Linked DNA regions of Mus musculus: region 2 is linked to region 1. Evidence: chromatin contacts called from public promoter capture Hi-C data. All regions are on one chromosome and are shown on one strand. The core of a region is the stretch at or near the end of the contact, and the rest is flanking DNA. Distances in the headings are between cores, read along the strand shown.

Region 1 (4,571 bases), core at 1,318-3,817:
GACTGGGGTAACCTTCCACTGTGGCATAAAACAAAGAACTTTGTGGCAAAGAACAGAAATGTAGTCAGTGTTGGGAGTCAGTAAGTGGGTGGGCCACTGGCCAAGCCCTTACTGAGACTGTCACTTCTATCAAGGCCCAGACACAGTGGGGGGCCCCAGAGAACTAACCCAGCCCTCAAAGTCCATCTCACTCTGCTGGGTCCTGTGGGGAGCTGGGACACCTCATGGCCGATTGGCACTTGCTGCCCAATCACTTCTAACAGCATCTTGGCACCCGGGGACCCAGCATCTGGGTGTGGCTGGTGGCTGGTGGGTGAGGAGGGTGTTGAGGGCATAGTCCCTCAAGGATCTGTACAGAAGGCTTTCCACTTGAGTAGTCCGTCTTTAATGATTGTAAAGACGCAGGAGTTTAATCCATTTTTGATGTAAGCACTAATAGCTCTGTGTCCTTGAAGTTCAAAGCGGGCGCATACATGTCACTAATTAACCAAGCGCGGAGCCATTCAGCTCCCTCTCATGTTCCTAATTAGGTCTTTAATAACAAACAAACTCCGACCTTAGCAAGAGGCTTCCATTTGTCAGCCAGTCTAGGCGTATGGCTGCTTCCCTGTTTACAGTTGTCTAAACTTTTTGCTCCTCATCTCAGCCTGGACTCAAGGGAGATGGGAGAGTCACACCACAGAGACAAGGACCCCTTAAGGTCGTCCTTGAAGGTGGTCTTGTTGGCCCTGGTAGGCAGAAGAGCCCTAAGCCCATAGGGACTCTAAACCTAGGCTGGTGACTTCCCCTGCTTCCCTTTGGAGGATGCTGGGTGCCTGCCATGGTCAGGGATGGTATAAAGTTGCACAACTAACCAGGACGTGAGGCTATGGCTATACACTGACTTTGCCCAGGCTCTGATTTGATGGGTTTGAAATATGGCCTGGCAGTGAGGGAAGTTGAAAAAACACCCGGGAGATTCCAGCACGCAGCATAGTTGTAACAAACTGTAAGGCTGGCTCACTTGCTCACTAGCAGCGATGAGCAGGTCTTCTGTTATTGAATTTGTGTGTCCTGTATGTGTGTGTTTGTGTGGGGGGTGTACATGTCAAGTGTCTTTATTGCTCTCCACCTTATTTGTGACAGGGTCTCTCGATGAACTTGGAACTCATCCATTTGGTTAAGCAGGCTGACCAATCAGCTCCAGGGATCCACCTGTCTCCACCTCCTAAGTGCTGGGATTACGGATGCAGCTGAGCATTGCTGTTATGTGAGCACCGGGAATCAGAACTCAAGTCCACCTGCTTGCAACAGCACGCCCTTTACCAACTGAGCCGTCTCCCCTAGCCCCAGGTCTTCTGCTATTGATGAGTCCTGTTCACAAAGACAGAACCACAGAAGCCTGAAAGGTCCCACCAAGCACACTTAAGGCTGGAAATCTGATATACTGAAAATGTGATTCTTACTGTAAACAGAGCCCTGCCACACCGCCATGCACCCTGCACTTGATGGCTGACTGTTTTCAAGGGCACACCCCACACCTCCACGGGATTTCCTGCCACTGGGATGCTCTTGGCTTTCTCCGCACGATGTCCTTAAGCCACTGTCATTTCCACTGCTTATGTCTCCTAGGACGAAGGATCAGGAGCTTTGGACGGCGCAGCAATACAGAGCTGCCGGGCTGATGGGACCTACTGGGGACTGTAAGTCTGAAATCCTCATTTAGTAGAGGTGGATGCCGGCCAGGAACCATGCCCCGCCCATCCTCCCTCGGGTTTATCTTCTAAGCTATTTCTCACTCTCAAGGCCATCTCCTCCTCTAGGAGGTGGGAGCACCTCTTGGTGGTTTCAATATCCTCTTAGCTATTTGAACCTTGAAGGTCAAGACCTAAGGGATGGAGGTCATGAACTCGACGAGACCCCTAGCCTGTCATGGTGAAGACCCCTAGCCTGTCATGGTGAGTTTATTCCCCAAGACAGGCAAACAGAAAAAGAGGCTGGCAGAGGAAGACCCTGAAATCTCAGTGGAAGGTTTAAAGGGTGTTTTTCTGGATTAAAGAAGACAATGTGAGGTCAAAGAGAGCATAAAGAGACAAGGAGTTTCTTCCATGTCATGTGGTTTCTGCTGTGTTTCTGGTCTGTTCTCTGGTGGGGGAGGGGTGGATTAGTTTTCTGCCTGACTCTCCAGGGTACCCACCGTTCTGTGTGTATCTATCTGTAAGGCTGAACTTTCCAAGACCCAGGAAGCCCACCCTCTCCAAGACATAGCCAGAAATAGCTTCCAGAAAGAGAGGGAAGCTGGCAGCGAAGCAGGGCTGGCCTGCTTTCTTCACACACCGGTCTCTACCTCAGACACCCGGGCGCAAGTGTGGGATTCACTATTTGCCATGGACCTGGACAGACCACTTTATTAATATTAATAAGTAGCCTGGAACAAAGGGCCCATTTATTTTTAGCCTTCTTTAATTGTGTAGTAATTACTCATCTACAAAACAAATGAGCCCCTGTTTGCAGTTGCTATGGTACCTGGTGCCCAAGCCTCCCTGAAAGAAGATTGGGTAAGGAGCCGGCTGCGCCTGTGGCCACACCCCCTTCTCCACCATTGGCCCACAGCCCAGCCCAGCAACTGAGCAGCCAATGGCCTCCTTGCTCTAGGGCTGGGCAGTGTTTCCTAACCACTTTCCAGATGCTGTTTGTGCAAGGCAAAGAAAGGGATGCTGACTCCCCCCTGCTTAGAGAAGTCTGCCTACCCAGAGATCCCTCCCTTATCTATCACCTCGGACAGTGACTAACTTCCTTCAGCTGTATTTTAACTAAGAGTTCCCTTCAAAGAATTCCCTTCAACCTGGCTTCGTCTTGATGGACCACACCTCTTCTGGATCTCCTTTGTCTGACACTGGTCCGAATGGATGCAGGGATCAAATCAAAATGTCAGCCAAAGATCAGCCAGGCAGAACCATGCTGCGGAGTCCCAACAACAGAAGCAGGTGCAAAAATGCACAGCGTGCCTCTCGAGACCACTTGTAAATGATTTTGGGTTATCGCCTCCCCTAAGGATAGGAAGAATTGAGTGGGAACAGCTGCACCTTTCTGTCGAGTGTTTAAAAGTTGCAGTCTGGCTCAACCACCGCGGGAGAGAGACTGGCACAACAGAGCATGTGTGGATAGTGGCTCAGAACACAGGCTGATGGGACAGGCTCAAATCCTGTCACTGCCACCTCAGATAAGCTACTATCTCTTCCCCGAGCCACAGTTTGTAATCTCTAAAATGGGAAGGGGACTGATGGCACCCATTTATGGCTTCCGAATTAAGTAGGGGTATGGCGTGTGGGCTTGGCGCACACAGCACTTGACTCACATAATGTGAGCAACTACTGATGAATTGTTATTATTGTATTAATAAAGTAGGGGAATGTTTCTAATACTCTCCTGTTACTCTTTAAGGAAACTTCCAGCAGATGTATATTTTGAGACGTTCCGGTCACTAGGTGTGGCTGTCTTTCTACTAGTCCGAGCCAGACAAGGGCAATGAGAGATGGACCAGCAGAAAGGACGAGGGCAGAGGCTGCCGTGAGGGCAACGGAGTGAGAACTGACATCCTGAGGGTGGGAGTGGATGATAACTTATCACTGAAGGTAAAATGGAGACTTGTGTCTGCTCTGGGGCCCTGCCCAGGTCATCTCTCTTAGGTGGCTCTGTCTTTCTCAGTTTACTGCTATGAAGAATTTGAACCAGTCCCCAGCCCCACAATATACATAGTGACCCTGGCTGGCTTCTAGGTAGCCCAGTCTCTTTAAGTCTATATTGCACTCCCTAGTAGCCAGTCTTCTGTTCCCAATCTCTGAAGGCAGGGGCAGGTCTCTCCTCACGTACTGAGCTTGGCTGCCGAGCTCTCCGTCACCTACAGCCTGATCGGAAACTTGACTGTGTGACTGAGTCTCCACAGAATCCTTCCGTACCCTAGCCCAGCCTCCGTCGCCATGGTTGAGGAGAGTATGAGACCTCTTATGTAGGTATTTACTGATGTGCACTCAGAGGCCACAATGTCTAAGAATTACCAGCTCCTTCATGCTACCCTGAATAATGCTGCCAAGGTATGTCAATCACGCACCTCTGGTTTCTCTTCCTGCTTTGGGGTTTCCCTACTTGTTGCCAGGTGAATCCAGGCTTCATGGCTGGGTACCAGGGGCTCTCTCTACACTAGTCTTTTCAGCTCTCTAACATCACCGGATGCTCATTCCACCCCGACTGTATTGAAATCTCCAGCCACAGTTAACTGTTTGCAGGGCTTCAAATGTACCCTCATCTAGACTAGTGAACCCCATCCTAACCTGCTCCTCCTGTGCATGGAACAGGTTTCTGTGACTGGGCTTCTTGGTGGTGTAGGGTCATTAACTACCTGTTGTCTTCACTTCAGGCTGGCTGGTTCCTAAGGGTGTGGACAGCGCTGGTGTTCTACCAAAAGCCCCCCAGGGGTGTGGTGTGTGTCTCTGTTGTTACTACAATGTTATTTTCTTTCTCTTTATCAGACCCAAAGCGGTCCTTTGGGATGCAGTTCTTCCCCCAACCCCACTGTATAAAAGCCATTTGGT
Region 2 (4,571 bases), core at 930-3,429, 540 kb after region 1:
AATACCTAAATTAAAAGTACCATCCTGAGGCCATCCCACATTGAAAGTTGGCCATTCGGCGGAACAGAAGGTAACCCAGCGCCTCTTCCTGACATCCACAGACTGATTGGATGCAATGCGCTGGACATCTCCCCAGTGCTGCAAGGTTAGACTCAGAGGGGTAGTTACGGTCTGTCCCATGATCTCGAAAACACTTAAAGACAGAAGAAGACTAACGAAGAACAAAAGAACAACAAACAAATCAGGCGCGCGGCGCGGCTTCGGCGTAAAACCGAAAGCAAAAATTCAGACGGGGGCGGGAAGTGTCTCTGTCTCTCGTCCCCCAACAAAGCCACGTACAGTGGCGGAGCTCCAAAAAGTCCGACTCGGGTAGGTTAACTGATACAGAATGGGCCACAAAACGGGCCCCCGAGGCCGCTGGGACGTCTCCCAGGGCTGCGGCCGGGAATACGAACTCGTCAGTTCTTCCGCGGAACCGCCAGATACAGATCTAGTTAGCTAACTAGTACAGACGCAGGCGCAAACATTGGATGCCGGCACAAACACGCACGAAGACAGAGACAGACACGGAACGACCGCTGGCCAGCTTACCTCCCGGCGGGGGGTCGGTGGTCCCTGGGCAGGGGTCTCCAAATCTCGGTGGGACCTCCAAATGAAAGACCCCCGACGTGGGAAGTCAATCAATTTGAGGAGACCCTCTCAAGGACCAGCGAGACCACGATTCGGATGCAAGCAGCAAGAGGCTTTATTGGGAATACGGGTACCCGGGCGACTCAGTCTATCGGAGGACTGGCGCGCCGAGTGTGGAGTTTTTACCCTTTTTATAGGGCTGGGGCTGGGGAGCAAAAAGCGCGGTTACAGAAGCGAGAAGCGAGCTGGTTGGTTAGTTCGAATAAGGCTTGGGGTATTTCCCGGTCATTTGGGGAAACTGAGGTGGGACTTTTTAGTTCTAAACAATGTCTATTCTCAAGAAATGGGTATGGGAGGGGTACGAGGAAAGGGTCTAATGAAGGTTCAACAATGGGCACACACCTGGTCAGAACGTTGACAGACACACAGGTTCAAGGAGTGGCCAGAGCACTGTGCACCTCTATTTTTCTAAATCAGTGAAGCTAGTTCTGCTAACACTGACGTCTGAGAGCCATCTGTTCTTGGCCCTGAGCCGGGGCCCAGGTGCTTGACCACCGATATTTGGCCCCTGTCCCAGTATTATTCAGCCTTAATCTTTAACTGTTAATCTTTTACTGAACTTTCTTGTAGCTTTTGAGAACTCAGCTCTGGTACTTTTTCATGCCTTGCAAAATGGCGTTACTGCAGCTAGCTTGCTAAGCCTTATGATGGGGTCTTTCACTCCTGCCTCAGCTTCCCAAGAGCTGGGATTAGAGATTTGTGCCTCCATATCCTGAGACAAGAGATTTAAGGGGCTTCACCACCCACATGCATACATATAGGTATCACAGATAGATACCGTTGGGATGATAGGGTTATTATTGATTTGACTGATGGCTTACTAATTTGATGGTGTTGTTCGTGATACAATGTATAGGTGATAAATAAATAAATAAATAAATAAATAAATAAATAAATAAATAAATAAAACTGTTGGTAGCCAGGCATGGTGATTCACCCCTGTAATTCAGCACTTGGGAGGCAGTTCAGCTACACATTGTGTTTGAAGCTAGCCTGGACTACATGTCTGAACACCCACCTCCCCAATTGTGTCTGCACTGAATATATGCTGGTTTCATGTGTCAATTAAGCCTTTTATTACATTTTATTCATTATGTTGTTTGTGCGGAAGTCAGAGGACAATTTGTGGGGGGTGGTTTTATCTTTCCATTGTGTGGGTCCCAGGGATCAAACTTAGGTCTTCAGGCTTGGCAACGTTCCTTTATCTGCTGAGCCTCTGAGCCACATCCCCCTTTTCCACTTTTCTCTTACCAAAATTGATTGCTTCGAGCTCAAGAAACTAAATGGGTAAAGAGTTTGGGGTGATGGTCTCGGTTCTTCGCAATTAACTCACACACTGCCTCTTCCCCAGGGTCCTTTGCTGCTCCGTAGCCTCTCCGGAGTTGTTTGTCCTCAAATCCAGACAAAAACCTTTCACTTTCAAGCCCCAGAAGGGCCAGGAACTGGGTGTGTCTTCCTAGACACCTGACAGGAAGCAGGTTCCCGGGAATTTAGCACAAACCCCTTGCCAGTCTGTGGAGCTGGGAGGGCGGCGAGGTTTCCAGGAGCTCAGATTTCAGCCCTGTGCTGGCAATTTCCAAGCTTGAGTCAGTGTTCATTTCCCTCTCACTCCCATCCTTGAATACAAGTCCCGAGGGCTTCTCTGTACACACATTTAGACCTCCAGGCTCCTGCAGACCCATAAAACACAGGCAGCAGATACGGGAATTCAGAAACTATATTGCAAACGCGGAAATAGCTAGATGTCAGTCATTTCAGCGAAGGGAAGTAAGTGCTAGATTTGGGGGGTTTGTTTTTGTTGTAAAACAGGTATTTTGCCTAGGCTGTACCAAGTTCCTCCTGTGGCGGCTGAGGATGGCCTTGAACTTCAGACACCCTATTTTCATCTCCTGTGAGCTGGCATTAAAGGCTTGTGGCACCGTGCTGATAAATGCAGTTCTGAGGGTGGACGTGGGGAACAATTACTCCCTTAACTGAGCTACACCTCCAGCGCCTGCTTTCTGTTTGTTGTTGTTGTTTTAGTTTATTTTTTTCAGACAGAGTCTCATTCAGTCACACTGCCTTTGTATTCACTGTGTAGCCAATTACCAGCCTTGAATTTGCAATCCTCCTCTTTGAATCTTTATTACACTTGTTATATTGTGAGAATCAAAATCATATGACAGTTTCTCGGCAGTATGAATTTAAATTTCTCCCTCCCCTTTCCTTTTGCTACCTGCTCTCTCCTCTCCGCACCCTTTTCTTTGAAACAGGATGGAAGCAGCCTGGCTGGCTTTCGCAATCCAATCCTTCTGCCTCAGCCTCCCGAGAGCTGAGACCACAAGAATATCCCAAGACACCTGCCTTTCATTTTGTTTTCATTACAAAATATTCAAAACCTAAAATTTACTATTTTAGCCATTTTGGGGTTTATTGTTGTTGTTGTTGTTTTATTTTGTTTCTTGTTTTTGTTTTTATTTTATTTTGAAACAGGGACACTGTGTAACCCTAGCTTGCCTGGAACTCTTTATGCAGACCAGGCTGGCCTGAGACTCACAAAGATTAAAGACTGGTATATACTACCATACCCAGCCATCTTAACCATATATAAGCTCATAGTTCAGTGATATTCAATACACTCATGAAATTATGGTAGCATCACCAGTAGCTATTTTTTCCATCATATAAAACGGAAACTTTATAGCCGTCATTCTGCCATAAAATCCATCCCCCCTCGCCCAGACCCTGCCAGCTATCTATCATTCTAGTTTCTTTCATTTTTGAAGACCTATTTGTTTGTTTTCTTACTTATTTCTGTTTATGTGTCTGTTTGAGTGTTTGTGTTCATGTAGGGGCCAGAAAAGGGTATCAGGTTTTCCTCTACCAATCCTCATCTATTCTTTTGAGCAAGGTCTCTTCCTAGACCTGGGGCTTGGGTTTTCTCAGCTAGGCTAAGAAGCCAGTCAGTAAACCCCAGTGGTGTGTCCTGTCCTCACCCACCTTGGAGCTGGCATTACAGGCACGAGCTGGACTTGTGGCTTGTTACTTAAGTGTTGGGATTCACATGCCAGTCTTTGCAACTGTGTACCAAGTGCCGGTAACCACTGAGCCATCTCTCCTGCCCTCTCCATTCTGTCTGGCTTTATAATTTTGAATACTTCAAGTACTTAGTGGAAGTAGAAGCTCAGGTTGTTTCTCCAGGCTCTGGATGGGCACTTGAGTTATAGAGAGCAGTGCCGAAATGGATACTCATAGTCACGCAGCCGAATGTAGACCCAGACATGAACTTGCTGAATCGTGTGCGAATTCTGTTTTTAATGTTTGAGAAACTGTAATTCTGTTTCACGGCAGCTATGCTGACCCCATTTCTCTTCACCCTTAGGCAACAGCTGCTATTTCCTGTTTGTGTTTTTCTTTGTTAGTAGTTTTCATCTTAATGACTGTCTGGTGTATGCACAAACACACATACACACACACACACACACTCACACGTCCCAGGGACTGTGCTGAGAACCTTCCTATGCTTGTAGGCCACTTAGGACCATGCCAGGCTTTTACACGGGTGTCATTTTGTTTTAGGATTTTAAAATTACATTTATTTCTCTGTGTGTGTGTGTGTGTGTGTGTGTGTGTGTGTGTGTACATGTACGCACACTCACAGCAACTTTATACATTTGACGCTCAGCAGTTACTTCTCTACCATATTAACACTGTAGATTTTTTTCTTTTTTAATATTTAATTACATATTTTCCTCAATTACATTTCCAATGCTATCCCAAAAGTCCCCCATACCCTCCACCCCCCCCACTCCCCTACACACCCACTCCCACTTTTTGGCCCTGGCGTTCCCCTGTACTGGGGCATATAAAGTTTGCATGACCAATGGTTTTCTCTTTCCAAT

Evidence for each region. Promoter capture Hi-C pulls out the DNA fragments that hold promoters and counts their contacts.
Region 2: a contact with region 1 is called in a promoter capture Hi-C map of the C10 cell line. The contact joins two enhancer-like sites. A contact is called at or near these places in 3 of 39 promoter capture datasets (the C10 cell line, cranial neural crest and pre-B cells).

The regions. Positions count from the first base shown.
Region 1 is chr11:88,354,509-88,359,079 of GRCm38.p6, forward strand. The region is part of intron 11 of Msi2 (musashi RNA-binding protein 2); the gene reads right to left. Among named protein-coding and RNA genes, the nearest start is that of Mir378b, 4.0 kb to the left of the region's middle. Within about 2 kb of position 2,568, at least 120 of the 459 cell types and tissues checked have an H3K27ac peak or open chromatin away from gene starts, as enhancers often do.
Region 2 is chr11:88,895,617-88,900,187 of GRCm38.p6, forward strand. No RefSeq gene overlaps it. Among named protein-coding and RNA genes, the nearest start is that of Gm23507, 7.2 kb to the right of the region's middle. Within about 2 kb of position 2,180, at least 40 of the 459 cell types and tissues checked have an H3K27ac peak or open chromatin away from gene starts, as enhancers often do.